Regions from separate parts of the Xenopus laevis genome. Here region 2 is linked to region 1. A link is a contact called in public Hi-C data. All regions are on one chromosome and are shown on one strand. The core of a region is the stretch at or near the end of the contact, and the rest is flanking DNA. Distances in the headings are between cores, read along the strand shown. Region 1 holds the start of LOC121397063. Region 2 overlaps axl.L (tyrosine-protein kinase receptor UFO).

The links. Hi-C and Micro-C count contacts between places; a contact is called where the count stands out from the background.
Region 2: a contact with region 1 is called in a Hi-C map of the XTC cell line, with 2.8 times the contacts expected there. The contact joins the enhancer-like site here to the promoter of LOC121397063 in region 1. A contact is called at or near these places in 2 of 4 Hi-C or Micro-C datasets (the XL177 cell line and the XTC cell line).

Annotation. Positions count from the first base shown.
Region 1 is chr8L:70,511,870-70,518,152 of Xenopus_laevis_v10.1, reverse strand. LOC121397063 reads left to right here and starts at 2,072. Exons shown (of 5, transcript XM_041572937.1): 1 at 2,072-2,186. The coding sequence starts at 2,144.
Region 2 is chr8L:70,569,230-70,575,325 of Xenopus_laevis_v10.1, reverse strand. It overlaps axl.L (tyrosine-protein kinase receptor UFO), which reads right to left. Exons shown (of 20, transcript XM_041572939.1): 11 at 5,552-5,687; 12 at 5,369-5,460; 13 at 3,466-3,561; 14 at 1,559-1,636; 15 at 758-850. Among protein-coding and RNA genes, the nearest start is that of olfm4.L, 22 kb to the left of the region's middle. Within about 2 kb of position 4,180, at least 1 of the 7 cell types and tissues checked has an H3K27ac peak or open chromatin away from gene starts, as enhancers often do.

The sequences.
Region 1 (6,283 bases), core at 823-3,322:
TCTTCTTCAACACTATAATAATTGTATGCTGCAAGTACCTCCTTGTTTCTCACATACAACACAGCTGAAGCATTGTCTGACCTGATCTTCATGGATAGACCGAACAGGACTGGACTGAGAGCTGACAAGGCCTCCCAAATTGCCATCAACTCCAGAATGTTTGAGGGTAGATGAGATAAATCTCTTCTCCACCTTCTGTGGACTTCCATTCCCTCTGTATGGGCTCCCCAGCCTGGGCTGGACACATCGGTAAATACCTCTATCCATTGCGGTTCCTCCAGTGTAAGCCCTCTGAGCAGATTCACCAGATTCTGCCACCATAAGTGGTGAGTTTTAAGGCTGGAGACAGATGGATTTTTTTGTGACCAAAAAATGTTGAAGATGTCCTAATTAAAGGATGAGGTAGAAGCAGAAGAAAACTCCTTCCCTTTGTCATGTAGGTCATACTCTTTAAAACAGGACTGACAGAGTGTCTTATTTTTCATTGCAGGATTGTCACAAGCCCTGCATGATCTGAAATCTGTAATCTTCTCTCTCCTTCTTAGAAGCAGCATCCTCAACAGGGACAGGGTCAGTAGACATAAGAGAGTACATAGCAGCTCTTTTCACGGACCCCTAAACATAAACAACATAAAATGCTGGTAGGGCACCCATATTCAGAAGCAGCACACTTGCTGGCCTCACTCCTACTGCACAAGAGCGCCATAGAATATGCGCACTAACAAAAAAAAAAAACACAGGCTGAAAGGGTCTCCGCACATTAGCTTAAAGGAAAACTATACCCCCCAAACAATGTAGGTCTCTATAAAAAGATATTGCATAAAACAGCTCATATGTAAAATCCTGCTTCATGTAAATAAACCATTTTCATAATAATATATTTTTCTAGTAGTATGTGCCATTGGGTAATCATAAATAGAAAATTGCCATTTTAAAAAATAAGGCCCTGGGATCATAGGATTCACTGTACTCACAAACATACCAACAAACCATACATGTTAGGTCACATGAGCCAATTAACAGACAGAGTTGTGTCTTTTGCTTCAACACTTCTTCCTGTTACAGTTAGAGTTATAAGATTTCTGGTGAGGTGATCTCTGAGACAGCACACAGACCATCACGAAACGGTGGCTCAAGGCAAGAGATGTAAAAGGGCAAGATTTACTTAAATATATATTCCAGTTTGGTAAGATTCTTTAATATGCCACTTAATATGATATAAACTATCTGTTGCTTAAGTGTTCATTTTGGGGGTATAGTTTTCCTTTAATAGCATATGGATTTACATGCCAGCTTCTGCTTTAAATAGCTACATTCACACATAATGGGCCAGATTCAATTCAGTGAGTAAAAAGTTATATTGTGGTTTATCACGTGAAAACTCGTGGATTCAATTTGAGGAGAAAATACTTTACTCCAAATTCAGTTCCAGTTTTTTCCCATAGCATTCAATAGAGTATGATAAACTGTGAGATAAGTTGTTCTGAATTGAATTGCATCTCATCCATCAGTTTTCACGTGATAAACCTTTCACTCACTGAACTGAATCTGGTCCAATATCTGATAAGTGGCAGCAAACATTGCAAACAGATTTGCAAATTCCATTCTGTATCAGAGTGTGTTTTGCTGTCACCTAGTGGAGTATATTTAATTTACAGAGCCCACAAGCCCAAAACATTTAAACATGTAAAAACACCACGTTGTTTTTTGGCCTGGCTGCTGGCCATTTGAGCTAAGCTATAATAGGCACAATAATTGTCACACTAATATCAAGTAACATAAAAATGCTGAAAAAAATACAAATTATGAGATGGAAATATTTCATGTGAAACAAAGCATTAATACATGTGGCTGAATCATATCAGTTTTCTGCACTGACAGTACAAGGCTGGCATTTATTTATTGGAGTAAATGTGTGCAGTTTGTGTAGACTAATGCTTTGCACTGACAGCAAAAAGGAATTATTCACTAAATGGGTTTCACTTAATAACAGTTCTCTGTACTGACAGTGGTAGGGAGCTTTAGCTCTGGCAGTGAAGGGGTAACATTCATTCTGATGCTTTGCAGGATTAAGAGATCAGTACCATTTCTGCATCTTCTGGTCCCATCTGTCTCTCTGCTCTGATGGCTGAGCCCAAGCATCATGGATTCCTTGTCTGTTCACCAAGGCTTTCTCAGGAAATATGGTAGGTATTTCACTTCTACAAAGAAAACTCCTGTCATCAGGGCAGGTCTTCTGCTGTGTGTGTTTGTGTGAATGTGTATTTGTCTCCTAGGTGTGCATATACAAACTATTTAGTACATTTTAACCACTCCAAAAATACAAGAAATAACTAATAGCAGCATATATGTGCATAATGTTGTATATTCAAAGCATGCGACCACAGAAGGACAAACATACAGGGGGAAAATGTTTGATCTTAAAGGGGAACTATCGCAAAAATGAAAACTTAATATTAGCTTCATCATACTGAAATTACAAACCTTCTAAATACAATCAATTAAATATGCTGTTTATATTCCCTATCCCTCTCTCAGCATCTGTTTTGCTTCATTCTGTCTTCATGCAGCAGTTGGGTGTCAGATATTCATTGACAGTTAGATCCAATATATCTTATAGGGGGGACTTATTTGAAAGCAGATGAATTAGAGCTCATTCAAATAAATGATTCCAGTACAAACAAAATGTAACAAAATAACTGCCTTTTGCACAAATTCTGCATGTAGAGAGACAGTCTGGTGATTTTAGAGTGAGCTCTAATACATCTTCTAGGCAAAATGAGCCCCCTAAATAGTCGCGCGTATAACAATTGTTGCTGGTGTCAAATTTGATGCATGTCAAAATTATTTTGATGCCCATTGACTTCATTGCGTTTTGCAAATTTTTATCGGGTTTGCGCATTTCGCTGTAAATTTGCATCACAGATTGCCCATCACTATCAATGAATATCCAACACCCAACTCCTGCATGAAGACAGAATGAAGAGAAACAGATGCAGAGAGGAATAGTGAAGATGAACTTGATTATTTCAGAAACAGTACAGAATATTTATTTAATTATTTAAAAAGTTTCTTATTTCAGTATTCTGAAGCTTATATTACATTTTTATTTTCGTGATAGTTTCCCTTTAATATACACACATCTAAATAGAATAACCACATTTCTTCAGTATCCTCAGCAGAAACATCCAAGGAAAGCTCTAATCAATATAAACAACAAATGTATTCGAATAATTTGTAACTAGTGTGTATGAAAATGTACGAAACACGCACTGACAAAACCAGAGAGATACAAAAAGGTATTTGGATATAGATCCTTATGGAGCAGCTGTATGTCAATGGTTGTTTTTTTAGAACTTTTATAGAACTATGAAGAATATGGGGTATAACAAGATAGTTGATTCTAACAGATTAAAAGTGAGCAAATGCTTTCTGAGCACTATACATGTATAAAAATGTTAAAATTACCCAAGTAATTTGCCAGATTTGCCACAATATAGGACCTGTTATCCAGAATGCTCAGGATCTGAGGCATTCTTGATAATGGGTCTTTTAGTAATTTGGATCACCATGCCTTAAATTTGCTATTTTTTTTTTAATATTAAGTGAAACCAATATGATTGTTTTGCCTCCAGTAAAGATTAATTACATCTTAGTTGGTATAAGGCAGTGTTTTTTATTACAGAGAAAAAGGACATCATTTTTAAAATGTGAATTATTTGATTATAATGGAGCCTATGGGAAATGGCTTTGCTGTAATTTGTAGCTTTTCTGGGTAAAAAGTCTCTAGATAAAGTTGAACTCAACAACACACCAACCTTAAGTTTTCCACCAGGAAGAAGTCTTTGAGTCTGGAAATGGACTTTAGAGAAATCAGTCATTTCTTTACTTAATTATTACAATGTAGTTTTGACCAAGAGATGGAATACAATACCATTTAGGAACATTAATATTCTTTCCTAGTGATGGGCGAACAAATTCACCAGGCGCGAATTTGCGGTGAATTTATTTCACCGCCGAAGAATAAATTTGCAAAACTGCGGCTAAAATTCGCCAGCAAAAAATTCAGCGCATCAAAAAAATTTTGGCATGCATCAGAATAGTTGCGCGCATAAAAATTGTCGTGCATCAAAATTATTCGAACGCACATTGACTTTAATGCATTTGGATAAATTGGACTTTAATGCATTTGTCAAAATTGACACGCGTTAAAAAAATTATTTTGATGCCCATTGACTTCAATACGCTTTGCGAAATTTTCGCCGTTTTGCAAATTTCGCTGTAAATTCACATTTTTTGGGTGAAACGGGACAAATTCCTATTGTAAAGCTGAATCCTTTTAAAGATCAGTGTCATTTGTATAATTTAAGACCACAATTCATTTTCAGTAAAATTAAAAAAACAAACAAATTCAGATTCAGCCAATAAATCAGTTCATGTTGATATGGGCTTTGCTTCTAGTTGGTTCACATTGATTTCTATGTAAGCAATCTCTACTTTAGATGTTAATGAAACCATCAGCAGTTCCAAACAGCACTGTGGGTATTTTTAGAAACTACTGGTACAGATTCTCTTCTCTTTGGTGTGTCCATGTAAAAATCTCTTCTTTACCCAAGGAATGTTTATTAGATAAGTACGTAACACATAGAGCCAGGATTCACATTATTATATACTCGGACATCGACCTTATTTCCTCATACTTTATTTTGTAATCATTATATACCAAGGAGATACTGTACATCTATAATGTACAGTAATGCCATAATCCCATATGCCCTACATCCTCTTTCTATTATTGTGTGTTCTATGGAAGATAAGTATCTCAGCTACAGATATAATTGAATTTTAATCCATGGGATTTCTTCCAATGAGCAGAGTCCCCATGTAGTTCACAGAGCATTTTCAGAAACACCATGGATCAGTAAGTATTAAGAAGAATAGGTCAGAGACAAAAATAGTTATAGTGAATAGTGTGGCTGCAGAATAGTTAGGGGGTGAATGAACAATAAATGCGAAGTGACCATATATTGAAAATGTCTATATGATATATAGACATTGCAGTAGACCCAGCATAGTAAGGGGAAAGTTCTATGAGTGGGATGAAAGGTGTGGTTAAAGGTATTCTGATTCAAATTGCCATGATAGTGACTGATTTCCCGGTGAGACCTCTCTGCCTGGTCTGTATAGAGCTTTGCAAGTGTGGACAATCTTTGTCATATAGCTGAAGTCACCAGACACTTGGACTCCACAAAGGTTCTTTATTTGGGATGGATGGACAAATGTTGGAGGTCAAAACTAATATTTCAAGTCTGGATTGAGAGTCAAACTAGTCTCTAGCATTTCAAGTACACAGAGGCCCAACCAGCCCACTCCTCAATGACTGTCTGTGGCATCTTACAGCATGGAAGGCAGGAACTTAAAAAGATGATGGGAGGAACGTATATCACACATAAGGAAAGGGAATAGGAGGGTTTTACAAAGAAGGAAATGAAACAGCGTGCAATGTAGCTTTTGTCACTAGGTGGCATAGTAACAATATGTGTATGCATATAAACATAAGCAATTATGCTTCCTCTTTGAGGGATGACTACTCTGCTTCCCCACAATAAACACCCTTTTATGAGCAGATATTTCATGCTGGCGGCTTGAATATGGCCTGAACTCTTCAGACAACTTTTCATTTGGCCATCCCCTCCACACCCAATTGAGAACATGTGAAAGGATTGGATCCAGGGTCGGACTGGAGGGGTCAGGGCCACCGTGGCTGCCACATCAGGGCCCTCGCAACCCCCCCAAGAGCCCTCCTTCCCAGTTGCAGGCCTCTCTCCCCAGTCGGAGGTCAGACTGTGTGGAGCGGGTCTGGGCTGGAGGGGCCCACAAGGGCTGGAGCCCACCGGGTTTTTTCCTGGCATCCCTCCGGCCCTGTCCGACGCTGATTGGATCCTTTGTAGTCATATGAGCAATCTCAGTAGCTTCCAGTGGTGAATCAGGGAGGGATTCTAGCAGTAGTACTTCAATTAAAGGTGGTAGTGAGCAAGCTGAAATTTGTAAGTGCAAGTGACTCAGAGAATGAGCATTTAAAATTGATTTCCCAGGTTTGTAAGCATTGGTGTAATCCTGAGCACTTAGCATGATACTCCATCTGAGCATTCAAAGAGACAACATTAGAAATCGGAATATCTTTTGTGAGCAAACCCACTTTGTTAAAAAAAAGGGAATTCGGCTCTTAAAAGAAGTGGCTTTTTGCCGCCCCTGGTAACTGGCTGCTCCATGTCTCCTGAGT
Region 2 (6,096 bases), core at 2,931-5,430, 55 kb before region 1:
CCATCGAATTGAACTACTTCGACTTCGAATATCGACGTCAAAGTCTATTTCATTGAATTTGTATATCCTGCGGACGAAGTAAAATTGAACGATTAAATCGTTTGAATCAAACGATTCGAAGGATTTCTGCGATCGAACTAACGATTTTACTTCGACTTCCAAAAACTTAGAAAAATGCTCTAGAAGGTCCTAACATAGCGAAGTATTGAAGTCAAAGTTTTTTTTAAAGAGACAGTACTTCAATTATCGAATGGTCGGATATTAATCAAATTCGAAGTCGTAGTATCCTATTCGATGGTCGAAGTAACCAAAAAATTACTTTGAATTTCAAATTTTTCTCTTCGAAAATTCCCTCGAATTCACTGCCCCTAAGTGCAAGTCCAACCTGGAAACTAGTTAAAGCCCTACTTTCATGTCTGGACTGAGATTCTAATTAGGTCCCTGCATTTCAAGGACATAGGGCCTCACACAGGCCTAATAAAAAGTACTGGTCTCTAGTAATTTAACAGCACCTCTGCCATTTCCAGATTGCTAGGTCTGTCTACTTGCATTAATCCACAGTTTCTACTATATGCAAGATACAATGAATGTTGTTGACTAATACATACCAAATTCTAAAGCAGCATCATAAAAAAACTCACAAGAGGCAAGCGTAACCTTGCTAAGAGGGCAATTCTTTTTCAGTGTCTTACATGCCTAAAGTTTGCCATTTTCTACTGAATTAAACCAGAAAAATAAAAATGTAAATTAGATTTACCTATTAGTCTCATGACATTTGGATGGTCAAATTCCTTCATACAGACAGCCTCACTCAGAAAATCTTCCATCTCCGTACGGGTGCAGATAGCAACTGGGGAGAAACAATGAGTAAAATCAGACTGAATCACAGTTTCTAAGCAGTATTATACATTTGGGGGAATGTATAGTTTAGATGGAAAAAGTGGCAAAACTGAAACTTTTTGCTCCTCAGAGCATTTAATGGGATTTATACAATATGCCAGAGGCAATGCCAGTGTCCAAGATGTGATAACTTCAGTAAAATTTACAGCAGATCAAGGCCTGGGAGAAACCTGTTGGGGGAAGGGGTGGTGGCTTCAACCCCCAAAACTGTAATAGGTGAGAAAAAGAGGATGTGCTAAGCTGAGGGTACATATAAGAAGCATGTAGGAAATAGTATATCAGACTAACCCTTTTTTAGTCTTCCACCCATCATCATAAGTAGTTTAAGTTATGAACTGACCAAAGGGCACACCTTAGAGCCAAAACAAGTAATCATGTGAAGCTACTGGTATACATTTAGGCTCAGCAGCAAGTGAAGAAGTGGGTGACATAGAGGGTTCTTTACTAGGGGCCAACAGGTTATGCCTGTACAATGAGCTTTATGAAAACCCATGGTGGTATAGCCAACAATATAGAACAGAAGAGAAAGGCAAGGGTGGATGGGATACACCAAGGCTTCAGTTCTTACAGAGAGAATCTAAAAGGAATATAAATTGTTCACTCTCATTGCAAGGTAACAAGTAAATGTTGATAGGAGTATTAGGTTGTATTTACATACTTTTCATTGTCTTCACAGCCACTTTAAGGATGTAATCATCTTGGTTTAACTGTCCTTCCATGACTGAGCCAAACTCTCCTAAGGAATATAGTTAAAAACATCAGCTCACTTTAGGTTATTTGCAATAATTGAGTCAAAGTGGGAATAGTTTGTGTAAAGACCAAGGTTCCCTCAAAGCAGTAACAGGGTTGCAGAGACCTTGATCCAGAGGATCCAAATTGTTTGAAATTGTCAATAAGTAAATTCACATGCAGAGGTTTGACAATTTGGGCAACATTGACATAAGGACACTCCTGGTTACTGAAGGCAATCTATACCTTGAGACAAATTTTGGAGCAGGACTAATATGGCCCTAATTACTCTCAGCCTAAGTATTAAAAGCTCTAAACATAAAGCTAATCCTGCAGGGGCCTATGAAAGAAACTTGGTTCAGCTATGTAGTTTGGCTTTGTAATTTCTCATATTCTTTGTTGGAACATGATGCTACCATTCACATAGCAGGGTCTATACAGAATTAGTTGAACTTGCCTGGTCTGCACAGTGCACTGGCATACAGATTAGCATGACAGAGCTAGAGCTAGACTAACTAACAGAGCTAGACTCAGTAGCAGTACTAAGCCTCACTAATGGACATTTTACATCTGAATTTCTACAGTAATATTTGTGAATTTTCTTCAGTAATATTTATTTTTTGGGATGCACTGAATTGAGAATTCAGGCAAAATAATTTTTTGATTGGACAGATCCCAAGTGTTCTGCCAAACTGAATACAAATCCTTAAATTCACTTTAAAGTAACAGTAACAACAAAAAATGAAAGTCTTTTAAAGTAATGAAAATATAATGTACTGTCGTGTTGCACTGTGTTTGCTGCAGAAACATGGATGCCCCCATGGCTACAAAGCAGCTTGTTTATATAATTTATAGTAGAGTTTCTGAAGCAAAGACACCAGTTTTACTAGTGCAGCATGACATTATATTATATTCCTTTAAAAGTCTTTCATGTTATGGTGTTACTGTTCCTTTAAGACTTTACAGCTCTGGATAACAGAATTCAACTTTTGTTCACACATTATACAAGGTTTTTTCAAATTTGAATATGCTAATTGGACTTAATCTAAAAATAGATTTAGTGAATCCCTGATTCTTTTCTTTTTTTTAATTTTCTACCACTATACTAGGAAAGTCCCCCAAAGGATGCTAGAAACAGAAATTCATAGAATGGGTCATTTAAAAAGACCACAGAAATAAGTGCACATTCAGGAAGCACTGTCAAAATACAAATAGCACTTTATTAATGTGGAAGCCACAGGTCTCTGCATTACAAAACAAAAGACCTGCAGCAGTTCAATTAATGTAAAAGTGAAGGTGCAGAATGCACTATGTTTTTGCACTTTCCTCCCTGCCCTTCAAGTTGTGGATTACCTATTTAGTATTATAAAATAGCTACTGGGTTTGGGTGCCCGTAAGACTGCAAGTCTGTGCCATGCAGGATAAAAAAGACACCGCTGGCTGCAGCCTTCCATCAGGAAGTAAGAGGAAGTCATTAGCCTTCAGATTGTTTCCCGATTGCATTTACAGATTGTGTAGGATAATACAGAGAACGGAAATTCCCACACAGGGACTGCAGAAACACCGGGAGTAGGCTCAACAACTGTTTTATTCATCAGCTTGCAGTACTGTTAACTGGAGGGCATTCTCACTTCATACGCATTCTCACTAGTCATAGAGAGCAGTGTTACTAACAGGAAATCCATCAAATCCATTAGGTTCTTGTTTTTGAAGTCAGTATTGCCTGAGTATTTTTTTGTTGTGTTACTCATATATTTCACCACCGAAAACCTATACAAACCCTCAGATCATACTTTTGTACACTTTCCACCCTGTTATATGGAAACGAGTACCCACCTTCCCCAAGAGTCTTGCCAAGTGCCAGCTTGTGCCGATCTACCATGACATCACGTAACTTTTCTTTCAGATCATTGCTGATACCAAGTCTGTTTACTGATGAGAACAACAGACGAGAAACTTTTTTTATTGTGTCTTCGTGCATTTTTAAACAACACAGATAAATGTTAGTGAAATACTAATTTATATATATATATATATATATATATATATATATATATATATATATATATATATATATATATATATATATATATATACCGTATTTAACCTTTCATGAAGCATGGGTTTTATCACAGGTCATATAAAGGAAATAAAATAAATAGACCTTCCCTCCACTTCAGCCTCTGTTTACAATTTGGAAAGATTGCGTTTGTCTGAGTTTAGAAACTGTTACCAGAAAACAACTAGTTGACAAGGGAGACAGTTTTGCTCCACTGATGAATTTGTATTTACATGGGAACAGAAACAGTTTTTTCAATACAAAAATCTAGTCAAAGAAAGCATTCGAACCCCTCCATCGCCCCTCAGGCATGAGAAAGCAAAGTTCTAAGAAACATGTCCCTGCTGCCCTGCGATTACGTTTGAATAGATGCAGTTTGAGACTGGTGGGGCCCAGGGAAGGGAGGAGGCTCTCTATGTATATGTAACACTTTGGATACCAGCAGTGTCCAGCACAAAACATGAGCAGGATTTTCCTGGTTAGCAGCCAAGTGGACTGAAAGGGAACAGATTCCCTTCATACGTCACCAGCTTTCTTTCTGACAGCTACCCTCCACATTCTAAGCATCTACCAACACAGCTGTTAATTCACTCTTATGAGAAGCAGTGGGGCCAGTGAGGGTAATAGGAAAGAAGTAATCCTTTACTTATATACCCTAGGGATCATCATTTGTTGACCCTTGGATATGGTGAGGCACAGTATTTGAATTTGCTTCCCACACACTTCTGGGGAACTACTTGGTGATTGTAGGAAGCTGAGACAGACAGAGAAGGTGGGCATCAGAATAAACATGGAACATGATTACAGGGACATCCAGTTTCATTAACATTTCTGCGTTTTGCATTATTACAGATGCACAGATTCTATTATCGCATTCTACTCCCACTCCCTACAGAGACTGACACTGCATTCCATAGTCAGGCACACAGAACTGATATGAAACCAAAAGCAATACATTCCAAGTACTGAAAGCACAGCTGCTGTAATTATATGATTGCACTTGAGGCTTGAACTTAATAGACGTGGGGCTTTTTTCTATGGGGTATCGGCATAGAATGGTAACTTGCCTGAAGAGTACTCACAGCTCCACATTGTGGCCTGTAATTATTTTACAGCTCAGACAACTAGTAACAAAAGGGTTCTGTCCACAAGGCAGCACTGAACTTACTTTGTACTTAGAGGTCACAAACATTTACATTTACAAATAACTGTGAAACCCCTGACAATGTCAGTTAGTGTGTGTAAAGTATGAAGGTTGCTTAAAGCTGTTTTTTTGGGTGTAGGACCACTATATCATACAAAATCAATTCAGAGCTGGCACAGGGAGAAGTTCTAGCCATAGATCTCCTGTGTAATCCAACTGAAACAATGCAGGGAAATGCTTGGCTACCTGTCTTCTATATTGTGTCATTAAAATTATGCACACAATCTGGTTCTAAAGGTGGACCGGGATTCATGTCAGGTTCATTTCTAATAAGCTACGTAAGTGGTAGTGATGTTGTGTATGAACAATATTGCTTACTGGATATGTTTCACAATCATTGCCCAAATAATGACCAGCAATTGTGCTGACATATTTTACAACAATATCATACATAAAGTATATCAATAAAATGGTAAATATTTCATATTTTTGCATCTTTAACAATGGCACTATATATATATGGTATTTTCACTTACATGTGGCCTCAGTGGTGCGCCGGCTGTATGATTTCTTTACTCTGTAATGCACTACAAGTTCCCCTTGTTCCACAGTCGGCTCAAAAGCCTCTCTGAAAGCACAGACATTAAGAGATCAGGACATTGTATTCTGTAACCAGCAAAATCACATTTCTTTTGCTCAAAATGCAAAAAACAACCTACCCGTAGCGTGTCTCCTTCTTCCTTATGCGTGCCAGGAATATGGCAATACAAAAAGCACAGAAAAACGCTACAGCAACAGCTAGAGCCACATACCACCAGTGCCAGGAGAAAAGAGGTGCAGCATTCACCTTTACAACTGTACAAATAGAGAATTACATTTTTAAGAGACAGTATTTCAAACAACTATATATTCCTCACTTATCAAGAAGACATCCTTGTGCTGGAAAATAGCTATGAAATAAGGAGATCATCCCTCTACCTCCTGGATCAAACAGTGAATGGGATGGACTGATATATAAAGATATATAGTGAATAAAGTACCCCCTCTTGTAAAATATAAGGATATTATAAGTTACCGAGGAGTTTCATGACCATATAAAAACACGAGGCCGAAGGCCGAGTGTTTTTATACAGGTCATGAAACTCCGAGGTTACTTCTAATATCCTCATATTTTGCAACAGGGGGTACTTTATTTATTATAATACACAAGTCTCAGTGAGTCATGTGACAGAAATGACATCAGAACTCACTGTTTATAACTGAT